Regions from separate parts of the Dromaius novaehollandiae genome. Here region 1 is linked to region 2. The links are chromatin contacts, called in public Hi-C maps. All regions are on one chromosome and are shown on one strand. Each heading gives the region's core, a stretch centred on a gene start, on an enhancer-like site or on the middle of the called end of the contact. The rest is flanking DNA. Distances are from core to core; before and after follow the strand shown. Region 1 overlaps LOC135328482 (a long non-coding RNA gene). Region 2 holds the start of SRP14 (signal recognition particle 14).

The links. A called contact is a pair of places that touch in the nucleus more often than the background predicts.
Region 1: a Hi-C map of brain shows a contact between it and region 2, with 8 times the contacts expected there. The contact joins the enhancer-like site here to the promoter of SRP14 in region 2. A contact is called at or near these places in 3 of 4 Hi-C or Micro-C datasets (brain, liver and ovary).

What each region holds. Positions count from the first base shown.
Region 1 is chr5:37,523,562-37,526,261 of bDroNov1.hap1, forward strand. LOC135328482 (a long non-coding RNA gene) reads right to left here. Exons shown (of 8, transcript XR_010389389.1): 5 at 73-228. Among named protein-coding and RNA genes, the nearest start is that of BMF, 25 kb to the left of the region's middle. Within about 2 kb of position 1,345, at least 2 of the 2 cell types and tissues checked have open chromatin away from gene starts, as enhancers often do.
Region 2 is chr5:37,417,140-37,419,970 of bDroNov1.hap1, forward strand. SRP14 (signal recognition particle 14) reads right to left here and starts at 1,253. Exons shown (of 5, transcript XM_064512450.1): 1 at 1,105-1,253; 2 at 469-541. The coding sequence starts at 1,128.

The DNA of each region.
Region 1 (2,700 bases), core at 95-2,594, 110 kb after region 2:
TAGTGACATGAATTAGTTGAAGTTCTCCAGGAATCCCTATTACATCCTCTATTAAAACTCACCATTAATTACCTGGTATTCCAGGACTTCTCAGAAGTTCTTCAGCTATTGTCAAGAAAAATTCCCAGCTCAGTTTCTTTCCCTGTAATAACATTGATGTTTATTTCTCTCTAAACCAGGCTACTCATTTGATTTTGCTGAAGTTTGCTTCGTAATTTCTATGTAGATCTGAAAAATAGAAAGCAGTTTATCAGCTTCAGTTTTGGCTAATCTGCCATAAACTGCATGTGCTTAACTCTTCCCGTAGAGATCAGAACAGTGGAAAAAAATACAGGATCTTCCCCAGGACCAAGTGACACATCCCATGCCTAGAAAGAGTCAGAGTCCTGGCAGAATTTACCTGTGGTCCAAATCCAGACCAGCCTGTTATATTTCTATAGCCCTGTTCAAAATGCTTATTTACAATTCCTGCAAGTCCTTTCAAATGCTCATCTACAATGAATATGGCACATTAAATACAGGACTCTCCAAGTTCATCTGAAGACATTTCTGATAACAACATGAATTGCCTTCTCATTCTGCTTTTTATCTTCGTTGTTAATCCCTTCTCAGAAAAGGAGCCCTGCTTGGATTACTGAGAACAGCCTCTTTGTTCTCCTTGTTTTTTGTTTTAATTGCCTTCAGAGGACTATTTTAAAAGAATATTCGAGACAGAAATACAAGCTGGCAAGAAGGCCATTACTATAATTTCATATCTGGTGCGATGAGCAGGACCTTCACAGTAATGTAGCTCAGCTGCCAGTTTCAAGGCTAAGACAGTTTTGTGACAGTTGAGCCCAAGTGGAACCAACCAAATATAAGTCTGTTGAAGCTACTAGAGTTTTTTCACTCCGTGTTTACAGTAACCAAGATCAAGATCTAGTGCCTTAGGTTGCCAGCAGCATTCACAGAAGGAATTTGAAGTGAGAGAGAGAAATCAGTTTTGTTAAATGTTATGTCAGGCCTTCTTGAGAACTGAAAGAAGCGGGGCCTGGAAGTTAGATACTACTTGCTGCCTCTAACTTAATTCAGATCAATAAAATCACATTGGGATAGTCACTATCCATATGCAAAGTCAGTCATTCTCTCTCAGTTCCCAGTGAATAAGTCTCCAAAGGAATTTGACAAATGGTCATAGAAGGTAAGCTCCACATAAAGGCCAAGTATTAGAGTCACTTTTTCCCCTGTAACTCTGAAACACTCCTGTGTCAGGGTAGGGCACTCTTGGTGGAGTAAGGCAGCTTGTTTGGCTGGTGCAGAGCTGTGTACACAGATGCTTTACTCACCAAACCATCATTTTCCAGGGCTGCTATTTAAGCGAAGCCAACAGTGCCACTCTGCGATGTGATCGTGGTATAGCACAGTGCTAGATCTATACTTGGCTTTGCAGAGCCCCAGGGAAACAAAACACCTGATGGTACGAGACTTTGGTGGCAGGGAGGTTCTGCAGCTGGCAGGAAGGGCTCCTCTCTGTGTGCCAGCCCAAGTAAAGTGTCCTACACCAGGGCTGGTAGTATGATATCCAGAAGATCCAAGAATCAAATTAACTATATCCACAGAAATCATTCCCTCAGTACTAGAGGTGCAAATATAAGGCCTGATGTACATCTGTGTGATTACAGCTTTATAATAAAAAAGAAACCCAGGAAAATATAGTAGTTAAACTTACTGTGACCAGCTCCTTTGGCTTTTATCAATTTCTGCAACATCATCTATTTTAACACAAACCCTCATTTTTGGAAGAAGTTCAGGTAGAACTTTCTGCATTTCACACTGCCTGACACCTTCCACTATAAGAGTCGCATTCAGCTGCCTATAACTTTGCTAAGCATAAGCTAGGCTGAGTCTTACACTACGGTTGATTCAAAAAACCCCAAAACAAAGAAAAAGAAAAAGCAACACCCCACCCACTTTGGTGGCTTTGGTAAACCTTCAATAAAGCTATATAAAGGCTGGAAAGAAGCAGCTATTTGCCTACTTGGAAAGGGTCTCATATCTGTTCTGTTCAGCTAGCATGTTCTAGTAACTCTCCAGCTTGCAGCAGCAACATAAGCAATAGCTTCTGAAGGAAAGTCTGAGGTTTCAAAGACCGACCTAGGCATTCACAGACCTGGATCACTCACTTTGTTTCTGCTGGGAGACTCAGAGTATTTGGGAATGGTAGAGGTTCCCTCATGAGGTTCCAGCCAAGTCATGAAGGAGGTATGGGTTTCCCCTTTGGGAGGTATTCAGTTTATCCCCTCCTAGCTCAGAAAGCAGATGAGAGCCTGGGGTCTTTCTGGTTTATTGCCCCATAGCCAGGAAAGGAAGATTTCTAAGCCCTTCTGCCCATACTTTGTATACCACTGGTTTAGAGCAAAAACTTGAAGTTAGGTAAGGAGGGCAGCCTTTGAGTCAGGAATGTGTCTGTTACCTTATCTGTCTTAGAAAGGGCCAAATGGAGAGAAAGCAAGGGATGTCAAGAAAAGGTATCTGAGCGCCATTTTGGAGAAATGGATTCTGGCCCTGCCAACCTATCTAATATTTAACATCACACAGAACCAAATGTTCTCATTTCTTCCAGCCCCCAAATCTGGTGATGTATTCTGCAAAGATATTGAGCACTTAACATTAAAAAAAATGTATTATAAGATGCTGAAGTTCCAAAGTTTATAACTGGTT
Region 2 (2,831 bases), core at 3-2,502:
CCTGCTCCGTAAACCAGATCTGCCCAAAAAATACCCCGTTGAACAGTGTCAGTCCTTACACTAGTATACCATGGGAACTGCTTGCTTCAGCAGCACTATGTTTTAAATGCATTTCAAACTGCGACCTGTGATGCTTGACCTGCCAAGTACTGCCAGCTATCCAGAACCTTCCTAAGAAACATGATAAACAAATGAAAGCAACGCTGCACTTCTCTTTCAGAAGTCTGAAGATGAACATTTCCAATTACTGTTTCAATAATTAGAAAGTCTCCATATTGCTTGACAGAAATACAACCCTATTTTACGATCATCAATGCTGCAACTAATTTGACCATTTTGTCAATACTGCCACTTTTGTTTTCAGATACTCCAGCCTAAGACTGTATCTTTTTAAAAGAGATATTAGCAACATCAGAAATTCAATTTAAACCAATATCACTTTAACCTGATAGGAAACTTAAAACTTACATTTCTTCAGTGTTATGAAAACACTGCCCGAAGTTCTGCACTTCTGAAAGAGTCTTGTAAGCTCTGTCAGGAACTGCAAGAAAAAGAGACCCCATCTTTGGCTGAAGGCCACCACACAAGCATGCATTGCTTCTCGCCATACAGCGTAGTAATTTCTGCCTGCGGAGCAGCCATTGCCTCATTCGGATGGCGCTGTTACAACAAAGCCAGTCGCCCGCAACCACCCGGGAATCAGCAGCGACTAAGAAAAGCAGAACTGACATGTTTTTCCACGCGGAAACACCAGACACGAAGCACCAGCCAGGGGCGGCCGGTCCGAGCTTCCGACTCCGGAAAGAGAGGCTGAAACCCCAGACCCGCCGCAGCGCCGCGTTTCTGCTCTCCGGCCGCCACCGACAGCACCGGCACGACGAGCCCCTCCGCCCCCGCCGCTCCCGCGCCCCCGGGCCGGGGCCGCCCCGCGCGGGCCTAGCGCACCCCGCCGAGCGCCGGGCACCCCGCGGGGCCTCCGCCGCGGCACAGGGCACGGCACGCCCCACCCGCCCCGACGGCCGCGCGAGCCCCGGGGGGCGGCAGCGGACAGGCCCGGCGCCCGGGGACCGCCGAGGCCCCCCCCACCCGGCGGCGCCCTCCCACCTGCTCGCTCTCCAGCAGCACCATCCCGCCGCGCCGCGCCGCCCTGCCGGAAACGCCGCGCGCACGCGCACCGCAGCCCCGCCCCCCGCTCGCCCCGCCGGAGGAGCGGGGGCGGCGCCTCCCGCCGAATGGCTCGAGACCGCGCAGCGTCCCTCGGGGGGGCGGGGCGGCCCCGAGGCCCCGCCCCGCAGGCGCTCCGCCCCGGAGAGCGGGAGCGCCACGTCAGCCGCCAGCTGCCGCCCCCACCCGGCGCGGCGGCCCCGCCCCCAAGCGCCAGCCGCGCCGCGCGGTGGCGGGGCGGGGCAGGCAACCGTTGGCGGCGGGGGCGGGGCGGGGCCGCCTACCTGGCCGTGCGCGCTGCCGCAGCCGGTGTCGCACGTCGTCCGTGCTGGCCAGTTACTGCCAGGAGCAAGCTCGCTGCTGCTGAGTGGCTGCTTAACGGACACAAAGGCGGGCACCGCGAATGGGTGCTGCAGGGAGGAGGCCGTTCCCGCTCGGTTCTGTCTCCACTGAAATTTTAACCACCCTGAAGCCGGCGTGTAATAGCGTCTCAGTGCGATTTTTCAGGAAAGCAACTTTTGTGAGTGGAGCTTGGAAAAACAGCATGGTTTTAGGTCCACTGCAAAATCCTGCGCTTACCCCAGCAGCACGCGCTGTCGCTCAGCCGTGTGGCGTTGTCACTGCAGCGTTACCCTTTTCAATCAAAACTCATGATCTAAATGGTGCACCAAGGTTAGCCCTCAATTCTCAAGGCACACGTGCATGTCTGTTACTCTTGCTACTCAAAAACCAGTCACCATGTTTCTCAGAACACTGGACAGACTGTGAGGATGAAAGGCTATGAACCAGCTCTTATGTCCAATGTGCTGAAGTGGATTTTTCAAGTCACATCTAGGCTTTATGAGAAAGCAGGCACATCGCATAAACCATAATGTTAGCTTCCGCATAAAAACACCGGTTAAGCTGGATGTCATTTCCGATGAAGTGCTGAAATGACTGATGCAAAGGATCTTGGCTGCTGAGTATGACTGGCTGTAGGCTCAGAGGATGAAAGATGTGATCCAAAATATAAAATGATCAAGAGCCCTAGACTTGAGCAATAAATAGGTAATGGAAAAAAGCAGCATTTGGGTGGGGAGAGAGAACATTTCACATCCGTAACACTTGAAGCTGCTTAGGGCAAGATTCTGGAAAGTGTTAGGTTTTCTGTCCACCCCAACTTACTTCATCTGTAAACACACAGTACAAAGTAACATCTGCTCTAGTGCCTTTTCCTCTTTCTCATTACGAAAATTGATTTTCTTCCGTCCACGGACCTAACAGAAGTGGAAGGTAATTTCTTACATACAGATAAAAAGAAAAACGCTGTTCTCAGTTTGATAGATGCTTGAGCCCCTAAAGAATTCAAATTCTTCATTTAGAAGTTAAAATGTACAATTGTAGACAGAACTGAAATATCTTCTGGCATTACCATTCTCATGGTGACAGTACTATTTCATATATATGACAACACTTTCGAATCTGTGGGTCTAGTCACTCTGAAAGTCCTTCCTTGAGTTTACAATCATTTGCTATCTTTTTGCAGATTCACCAAGAGGCAGTAGAGGGTGCTGTTATTGCACATACAGAAATAAAATGTCTGTGCCTAAAGCACAAGGAAACAAATACCCAAGAAGCAGGTCATTACAACATGGCTATAGTTTACTCAAGTGCAGCAGTTTATTAAA